Linked DNA regions of Ovis aries: region 1 is linked to region 2. The links are chromatin contacts, called in public Hi-C maps. All regions are on one chromosome and are shown on one strand. Each heading gives the region's core, a stretch centred on a gene start, on an enhancer-like site or on the middle of the called end of the contact. The rest is flanking DNA. Distances are from core to core; before and after follow the strand shown. Region 1 overlaps SLC22A23 (solute carrier family 22 member 23). Region 2 overlaps PXDC1 (PX domain containing 1).

What was found. A called contact is a pair of places that touch in the nucleus more often than the background predicts.
Region 1: a contact with region 2 is called in a Hi-C map of liver, with 7 times the contacts expected there. The contact joins two enhancer-like sites. A contact is called at or near these places in 10 of 16 Hi-C or Micro-C datasets (blood, hypothalamus, liver and 4 more).

What each region holds. Positions count from the first base shown.
Region 1 is chr20:49,569,435-49,574,300 of ARS-UI_Ramb_v3.0, reverse strand. SLC22A23 (solute carrier family 22 member 23) reads right to left here. Exons shown (of 12, transcript XR_009597686.1): 10 at 3,909-4,032. Among named protein-coding and RNA genes, the nearest start is that of PSMG4, 14 kb to the left of the region's middle. Within about 2 kb of position 3,475, at least 8 of the 54 cell types and tissues checked have an H3K27ac peak or open chromatin away from gene starts, as enhancers often do. A contact at or near this core is called in hypothalamus and liver, where this site is marked.
Region 2 is chr20:49,353,074-49,357,561 of ARS-UI_Ramb_v3.0, reverse strand. PXDC1 (PX domain containing 1) reads right to left here. Exons shown (of 5, transcript XM_027958671.3): 2 at 3,048-3,139; 3 at 2,556-2,673. Among named protein-coding and RNA genes, the nearest start is that of PXDC1, 21 kb to the right of the region's middle. Within about 2 kb of position 1,256, at least 10 of the 54 cell types and tissues checked have an H3K27ac peak or open chromatin away from gene starts, as enhancers often do. A contact at or near this core is called in hypothalamus and liver, where this site is marked.

The DNA of each region.
Region 1 (4,866 bases), core at 2,226-4,725, 210 kb before region 2:
CCTTCTCCAGGGGAATCTTCCCCACCCAGGGATCAAATCCAGGTCTCCTGCATTGCAGGCAGATTCTTTACCATTTGAGCCAAAGGGCCCTTATTTTTTACTAGTAATAACACCTAAGTTACTTTAATGATAGAAAGGTAGGTATGCAGGCAGATTTCTTAGAAGTAGCAAGCTTGGACTAAGTATTCTGGGATCTTTGGGGGAAAAAAAAAAGAATAAAGAAAAAGGAAAAACAAAGAATCTTCAAATTATCCTTTTAAAGACATGAACCCAGCATCTTGAACACAGAAAACAAACCTCCTGTTTTTCGCTTCCTCCGTTGTGTTACTTACTTTCACTGCCTTTCTGTGAAGTCAGAGATGAACAAATATTTCTGCCAATATCTGCATAAGTATCACTGTCAGAAACACTAAGGCTGGAGTCACTGATAACACCACGTCCCTGGGATCAGACCCTCCGCACACACTCTGTCCCCACCCGTCCCTGCAGATGGGGCCATCAGGAGGAGTCTCTCTCGGGGCAGAGGTGAGCTCCGCCCACTTGCGGCAAGGGCCCCGGGTCTTGGGTCAGCCCCCAGGGGGAGCCTGTGCTACACACATTCATATACGACGTAAGCAGCCGCCCCGCGTGTCTCATCACATGCAGGCGTCTTTGTCCCTCCCTAGTGCCCACTCTTGAGGTGCGCCTGGAGCAGGGACGCGGTGGGTTCCGTCCGGCGGGGGCGGTGGCTGGGGAGGAGCCAGTCCGCGAGGAGGAGGGTGGGATGAGCTCAGACGGAGGCAGGGGGCAGCCAGGCCCCGGCGCCCCTAGAGCCTGTGAGGAGGTATCAGCAGGTGACGCTGCTCATCCCCTCAGGTGAAGGAAACACAAGGAAAAATAAACAGGACCTAATTAAACTGCCTGAAGTGTAAGGTTTTGCACAGTAAGGGAAACCGTCAACAAAGGGAGACGCCAGCCCACTGAATGGGAGACAGCATTTGCAAGTGGTAGGACTGATCAGGAGTTAACATCCAAAACAGACAGACAGCTGATACAGCTGAACACTGAAAACACAAGACCCCGGCCGAAACGTCGCCGAACTGAACACGGGCAGATGGCGACAGGCACAGGGAAAGATGCTCCGCATCCCGGCCGTCAGGGAAAGCAGGTCAGAACCACAGCGAGGCGCCGCTTCGCACCCGTCAAGACGGCCACCATCAAAAAGAGCACACACCCCCCCCACCCCCGTCGCCGCGGACGTGGAGAAGACAACCTTTGTGCGCTGCTGGTGGGAACGCGAAGTGCTGCAGCCACCCCGGAGACCATGAGGGAGGAGGGTTCTCAGCAGATGAACCCTGGAACCGCCACATGGTCCAGATTCCACTTCTGCGCCCAAGGAAAACCAAAAGCACCAAGACCAGACACGCTCCTCAGTGTCTGGAGCAGCCTCATTTACAGCAGCCAAAACAGGGAAGCGCCCAAGTGTCCACGGACGGATCCAGAAGACACAGCATATACACGCGATGGAGCGTCAGCCACGAAAAAGAACAAGACTGCCGTCTGCAACGTGGACAGACGTGGAGGGTGGTATGCTAAGGGAAGGAAGCCAGAGACAGACAAATACTGTATGGTATCACTTATAGGTGGGATCTAAAATAACAACGAGCTAGGGAATATAACAGAAAGGAGACAGACTCTAGATATGGAGAAGACTAGTTAGTGGTTCCTGCTGGGGGGAGAGCGTGGAGGGGCATGGCGGTGGGGGGTAAGAGGCACAAGCCAGCCGGAGTAAAACAGCCACAAGGAGGTACTGAACAGCACGTGGAGCAGAGCCAGCACTTTATAATTTACTTTTAAATGAATATATATAGTGACCTTCACTGAGTCACTGTGTGCTGCGCCTGAAACTCACACTGTGTGTGGACTGTCCATAAGGAAAAGCCCCACAGCCAGGCCCTGGTGCGCAGGCAGCCTGGAAATGGTGGGAGCTGAAGCAGCTTGTCTCCGCCCCCAGCGCCTGCCTCCTCCCTGTCCAGTTTGAGGGTGCCCGCCCGCAGCTTGCAGGTGACACGGGGCCTGTCACACCAAAGCCACCGCCACCTCTTCACCAGCCAGATCCCCTAGTCCTGCTGAAGCCCAAGGGGTGGGGGTCTGTGGCGCCCGAGAAGCCCCTGCTGCACCTGGAGGCCTTCGAGCACACCCGTCACCCGAGGACGTGACGGCTGGCGCCCCGGAGCCTTCTGTTTGCCGCTCGATAGGCAGGCCCTGACCTTCGCTCCTGTGCTTGTTCAGAGGGTGTCTTTGTAACAGTGGTGAACAAAAGGCTAGTTCTGTACCAGCAAACACGAAGCTTGCAGGCCTGAGCGGCCCCTCCCAGCTGCCCTGGGATTCACCTGCGAGATGGGGGCGGGGGGGGGGGGCAGGAAGCCCATTTCCTCCCAGCAGCTCTGGGACTGGCCCCCGAGGGGAAACGCCAGGAAGGGCCGGGGTGCGAGGTGTCCAGCGGGGAGCGCCCCTCACCTCCTTCCTCTGCAACTACAAACGCATCACCCAGCGGTAAGCTGTCTGTAGGGGTAAGCGGACCCCGAGAACATTCGCTGAATTTCCATCCCCAATAATCTTGCCACGTCTGCCTCCAAGGAAAAGGATGACTCCGTTTCCTTCAGTTCAGCTTGTTCAGCAGAACCCAACTGTGATGAATGCGGTCTCCTGACCGCCAGGGTGGAGGGTGGAGGGTGGCCCACCCCGGAGGGACAACCACACAGGTCTGACCATGCCCTTCTGCCTCTGCAGGAGCCCCCCTGCTGGGCGCCTTTGTGAAGGGGGGAAGTTTAACCTGCAGAGAGACACAGAGGGCTGCTGTCTGCCTGGGCACTCTGCGGAGTCCTGCCTGAAGTAAGCTCCTGGCATCATATTCCAGGATGGGGCAGCCGTCAGGCTTGGCGCTCATGTGAGAACCCAGAAGGAGGAATCAGAGTGATGCCCGCGGACCTGCCTGCCTCCGCCCAGAGCCCAGGGGCAAGACAGTCCGTCCTGGGCACCCTGCCTTGAACGGGATTGGCCTCACGTGTCTCCCACATGGGAAATGGAGGCTGGCAAGGTGTCGCGTGCTGGCAGCCTGGGCTCTATCTCACGGCCGAGTAACTGCCACACTCATAATTACATTTAACAAAGTGCTCAGAAGGTTAATGACATTCACACACCAAGTTCAGGAGCTCGACCGAAAGTCACCACTTCACTGAACCCAAGTGACACCCTTGACAGCAGGACACCCTTCCGTGTCGCTATAACCTCAGCACCGAAGCCTGTGCACACGCCCCCTGACCCTCAAGGAAAGGGCAGTTCCCCCCACCTTTTCAGAAAACAGCCCGCCACTCAGTCTTTGCACGCGGCCCCTGCCGGGCAGGCACACGGAGGTGGGGTGGTTCCCAACAAGTATTTGTCATACAAATCAGTGACGTAACCGGCTGGGCTTTCTATGAGGCCTTTCTTTGGACTGGAGACACCGGCTTCTCAGCCAGCAGAAAACCAAGGCCCTTTCTACTCTCCTTTCTGAGACCGGCTTTTCACTGAATCCTAGGAGAGTGGGCAGCACTTGGTGGGGCTGAAGCACAGGCATACATCCAGGGACCCCAACACCCCTCCTTTACCAGGTCCTTTTGTGCGGCTTGTACCTCCAAATCCCCGTTCCCCGTCCCTCCAGCCGCCTGGATGGACCAGGCTTCAGTTCTGCCCTGATTCGGGGATCCCTGGGGGTCAGGGTAGAACAGCAGTCCATCCCAAGTGGACGCCCAGTGCAGGCCACACCTTGTCCAGAGACCCGGGCTAGAGCTGGTGGGTCGTTCACCAGCTTTGGCACGCAGCACCCACCGCAACCACAGTGTCCTTGGAAGACCCCCGTGACTGCCCCGTGGGCGGCCCACACGCACCTGATGACCGTGGGGGTGATCTCTGCACAGAAGAACACGCTGAGGCTCCCCACCGCATGGGAGGCGAACATGCCCACGATGGAGAAGGCGATGGAGAACTTGTCCTTGACACTGTCGCTCATTCCTGGGGGAGAACCGGGCGGTGAGGGGCTGGAGGGCGCGGGGGAGGGGGGAGGGGGCCTGATGGCCGTCTCCCCTCCTCCCCTCTGCCCGGGGTGAGGTGCAGACCCGGGAGAGGAGCAGCGAGTGCAGGCGTGGGAGGTCAGAGCCCTCCTGGCAGGTTCCCCCGAAGCCCCGGGGGTCTGGAGAGGGGCCCAGGCTGACTCTGCCGGAAGCTGAGCACGGGAGTGACCGGCATGGATGAAGGCTGGGGGGCTCCCTGGCCCGGGGCTGCACCCTCCTGTCAGGTCTTCAGGGTCAGCCCCAGAGAGTGGTCTCGGCTATGGAGAGCCTGGCCAGCCTGGCCTCAGGCATGACCAAGACGAGGGACAGGAGCCCCAAGCTTGATTTAGGGGAACAGAAACTCAGATAACCCTGAGAGAGGAACCAGGCGCCTGGAGGGAACCTGCCGGACCGAGTCAGGCATCTTGGCCGTGGCTCGGGGTCTGACCTCACACCCAGGCGGCATCAGGCGGGGGGCGGCAGGCAAGCTGCTGGGGTCGGACGTGGGGTGCAGCCCGTTCCCCGCGAGGATGGTCGGGAGCCCCAGGGGCTCGGCTCGGTAGGCCAGGCTCGTGCGGGCGTGCGCGCAGCCGTGGCTTGTGCGTGCGCGCGGCAGTGTCGCGTGCAGGGACAGCGGCCCGGCAGTTCCCGCGCCCAGGGCGGCGGGCTCACATGCGGGGTGGGCAGTTTCCCTTGGCGGCAGCCAGCCAGGCCTCCAGCGCTCCGGGGCCGCGTCCCTGAGGCTCTGCATCCCAGCAGGCATGGCTGGGCTGGGCCACGCTGCCAGCTACTGCCA
Region 2 (4,488 bases), core at 7-2,506:
TTTCTGCTTTTATTAACTGACTCAAATCTGCCCCAGGAAGCATGTAAAACCTCAGCGACCTCAGCACAGCCAGCTGACAACTCCAAATCCTCTCTCCCACCCCTCTCCAGGGGAACTGGGGGGGAAGATCCTACAAGCGAAAACAGCCAGCTGACAACTCCGAATCCTCTCTCCCACCCCTCTCCAGGGGAACTGGGCGGCGGGGGGGATCCTACAAGCGAAACAAACATAAGTGCTGCGAATAGCCACCTCACATAGGAACCTCCCGGTCTTTATTAGATGTGAGATTTGCAGTTCTGGAACACGGAATCTAGAAAGTGGAGCCAGACCCCGGAACACGTTGGTTGCAGACCATTCCTTAATGTCGGCGAAGAGAAGCCAGCTGGGCCTCCAGGGAACTCCAGGTCTACCACTTAAGCCTGTGAAGGAGGTTACTCTTTGCTGTTTTTTAGCCTGTCAAATAGGAGAAGGCAACGGCAACCCACTCCAGTACTCTTGCCTGGAAAATCCCATGGACGGAGGAGTCTGGTGGGCTGCCGTCTATGGGGTCGCACAGAGTCAGACACGACTGAAGCGACTTAGCAGCAGCAGCAGAAGCCTGTAAAATGGGAATAACAGTGTCTATCCTAAGGGGCACTTTTGGGGGGGGGCGTTAAATGAGATAGTTTTTATAAAGACTCTAACAAACGCTGGTGAAAATTAAGGCTGAGACTGTACAAATGCCTGGCTAATAAAAAGTTCGGAGAAGGCAATGGCACCCCACTCCAGTACTTTTGCCTGGAAAATCCCATGGACGGAGGAGCCTGGTAGGCTGCAGTCCATGGCGTCACTGAGGGTCGGACGCGACTAAGCGACTTCACTTTCACTTTTCACTTTCATGCATTGGAGAAGGAAATGGCAACCCACTCCAGTGTTCTTGCCTGGAGAATCCCAAGGACGGGGGAGCCTGGTGGGCTGCCGTCTATGGGGTCGCACAGAGTCGGACACGACTGAAGTGACTTAGTAGTAATAAAAAGTTAAATTATATTTCCAGCCTTCCCAAACCTGAATACTCTGGGTTTTGTGGCTGATATCAGTTCAAAGGTGTATGCTTCCTTTTAAGCTGCACAGCTTTCTTAGAGTTGGTAACAAGCTTTTAGATTAACATCGTGTGAAGAATGTTTCCGTTTCCATCGACTCAAAGCCTCGCCAAAGAGGCCAGAGCTCTTGCCACGACCAAGGCCCCGGGAGGCGGCTGGTCCTTAAGCCACGAGCGCCTGGCGCCACCTAGTGGAGGCCTGGCCCCCAGCCGGTCAGCCTGGAGGCCTGAGTGAGCCGAGGCAGGGCTGCCCCCCAGGCGGCGGCGCCTCCCGAGAGGCCACGTCAGAGAAGTCTGGGAGGAAAGGTGGTGAGCGCGGGCCAGGGCCCTTTCAGGAGCGAGGGGAATTTAGCAGGACCGGAGTGGACGTGCATGGGCGGGCTTGCGGGAGAGAGGAGACAGGCCCGGCGGGGAGGAGGCTGAAGGCCTGTTCCGAGCAGGGCTCCGCAGTGACGGGAGACCCTGCCGGGCCACATCCTGACCTGCCTAGGACCACAGGAAATCAACAAATCAATGAGACAGGAAGTCAGATCTGGGGTGGCCCACGTGGGTACTGACGACGTGTCCTGGGGGGAGGCCCGGCCTGGGGATCCCCGAGTCTGTGCACACCCCCAACACGGGCCGAGACTGGGAGCAGGGCGGCTCTCGGCGGCCAGGACCTCAGGGGCTGGCGGCGCTGCCGTAAGGAACCGTGTTATGGAAAGGACTCCTGAACTGACCCTCCTCTCGTCTGGATACGTCCAGTTCTCCATTCAGTGAATGACGAAGGTACATCTTACCTCCGGTGGGAGCACCCTCCCCGACCCTCAGGGCGTGGTCCCACAGGACCTCGCCCGGGCCCAGACAAGTTCCTGGGCTCCCGGGACACACCTCTCCCTACAAAACGCTCCTCAGAGCCTCGCCTGCAGCACCGAGGAGAGAGTCTGGTGCCACAGTGACGTGCGAAGCCTGGATTAGAGGAAGCTGCCAGTGGGCTGAGCCCCGGCTCCCCCTCGCTCCCCTGAGACCTGCAGGACAGCTGGCCATCTCCTCCCGCTGCTGACTTTTGCCAGAAGGCGCAGCCCAAGGCCCACACTGAGGAGCTACACACCGGGTGTCCCTTTCTGTCCCACCTGCCCTAAAGCCCAGAGCAAAGGCAATGCCGCGCAAGCTGAACTCGTATTTTTGCGCTTGGTGATGGATTCCAGCCATTCGCTTCAAGACGCCTCACTAATGCTTTCCTCATAGACCATTTCTTTTTTAAAAGTAAGTTCCGACTTATACACCTTTGGAAGCAGGCAGCGGGCAAGCAGCAGGCCAGCAGGGAGACGCGCACCGTTTCACAAGATCTGGAAGCAGCCCCTCCCCTCCGCTTCTGTCCTTCTTCGGGCCCCGAGGGGGGCAGGCGTGCCCAGCACGTGGACAGGGGCTGGGAAGGTCTCCGGGACCCTCGGCCGCGCTGCGCCCACACCACCCCGCGCCTCCCCCGCGCTCTCACCTGAGATCTTCACTGGACTCTGAAAGCTGGGCTGGATCTTATGCACGTTGTCATTCTTTAACACCTGATCCAGGGGCGATCTTTCGAAGAAGGTGAGCACGACTTCTGACCTGGAGTACTGGGGAGAAGCATGTTCCTTCCTACACATGTTCCTCCGGCTGGCGGGATGGCCTGGGCCACGTCCCCGCGCCCCGATCAGGGGCTCGGGGAGCTCGGGGGGCTCGGGGCCCAGGGAAGGCAGGATGGGGACCGTGGGAACAACGCAGGCCAGGTCTGCGCCGGCGTTTCACACATCCCCCTCACTTTCCAATAAACTGTGAGCCCCTGCTTCCGCTTCTTCCCAGGGGGAGAAAACACTGGAGCTCCCAGAGCCCAAGGAGGCGCCCTCTCCTTGGCTCCTGGCCCCGCCCCGCCCCCGACGCCTCCAGGAGGGCGCCTGCCACCCACCGGCCCACCCAGCGCCCTGCCCTGCCCTCCCGCCCACACCCCCACCTTGCGCGGCATGCTGATGATGGCCTTGAGAAGCTTCTCCACCTCGTTGAGCCTGGTCTCAATGTCATGGGCCTCCTTGATGGCGACCAGTCCTGGGGTCGAAGCAGAAAGGCCTCCATCAGAGGAGCAGACCAGGACATGGGCTCCCAAATTAAACACAGGCCAACAGGCCGCCTGCAGTGGGGACGCCACCCTGGGGTCGCCCTCCACAGAAGGGCACTCAGCCTCGCGTGGGCCCAGTCCTGCCCTGGGAGCCTGGTCCTCAGCCCCAGTCTGGGTCTCAACGACCCAAAGATGAAGGCACGTGCAGAAGAGGGGCCATCTGAAATCCACAGAGGCCCCAAAGGCCTCTCCGAGTGGGACAGGCAGGCCAGCTCCATCCACACCCTGCACAGTGGGCAGGGCCAGACCCTGGCCCCGCCAGTGTGTGTGGTGGCTGCCGCCAGGGAAGCTGCCCCTCCCCGCCCCCAGTGACACAGCTAAGGCGACCACAGGGCCTTTGGAAATGGAGCCTGTACTAGAGAAGTCATTTAGATGTGGGGTTAGAAGGGAAAAACCAGATCTTTACTCAGAGAAAACCAGCATGGGCATGACTCATGGCACCTTCCGGGAACCTGAGCTTTTACCCCTCATTCCAGCTACCAGACATCCTGACTGGCTACTAGAAAGCACAGTGTTTTGTCTTTAAAATACGAGAGCTAACAGGCGGGAGGAGAATGGGACGACAGAGGATGAGGTGGCTGGAGGGCATCACTGACTCGATGGACATGAGTTTGAGCAAGCTCCAGGAGTTGGTGATGGACAGGGAGGCCTGGCATGCTGCGGTCCATGGGGTCACAAAGAGCTGGACACGACTGAGCAGCTGAGCTGAACAGCACAGAGAGCTGGGGTGCGTTTCCGTCTCCCCGTGAGCCGTGCAGAGCGCCGACTTTCCCAGGACCGGCCCTTCACATCAGCTTCCCAGGAGCAACACGGATTCCCAGGACATTTCACGTGACCCGGGACTCAAACCACAGAGGCTGGCATCCCAGAACTACTTTCAGTCACTGAATCTCAGTTTTCAGAAGTCCCGGTTTTGTTAGATAGGAGAATGGTTGCTCATTTTGCAGGCAACTCACTAGATCCACATTGAGATAAAATTAACTTCCTAAACTGCCTGACTGAAATCCAGAGGCCCCTCGCATCAGCCGGAGTCGAGGATGTCCAGCCAAGGTCAGGAGCTGGTCCCTGAACTTCCTGGAGACAGACCGGTGCCCCTTCACCTGCTGACCCGGGGTCTTCCCCGCAGTGGCCTGTCTGGTCCTGACAAGCGCTCTCGGCCACGTGGGCCCAGGCAGCTGGCCGCAGACCCCAGACTCCGGTCCACACACCCTGCGCTGCCCGCCACGTGGTGCCCCAGCCGTTGGCAGAGAGACGGGGTTGAGCCACCCCTCTCTCCCAG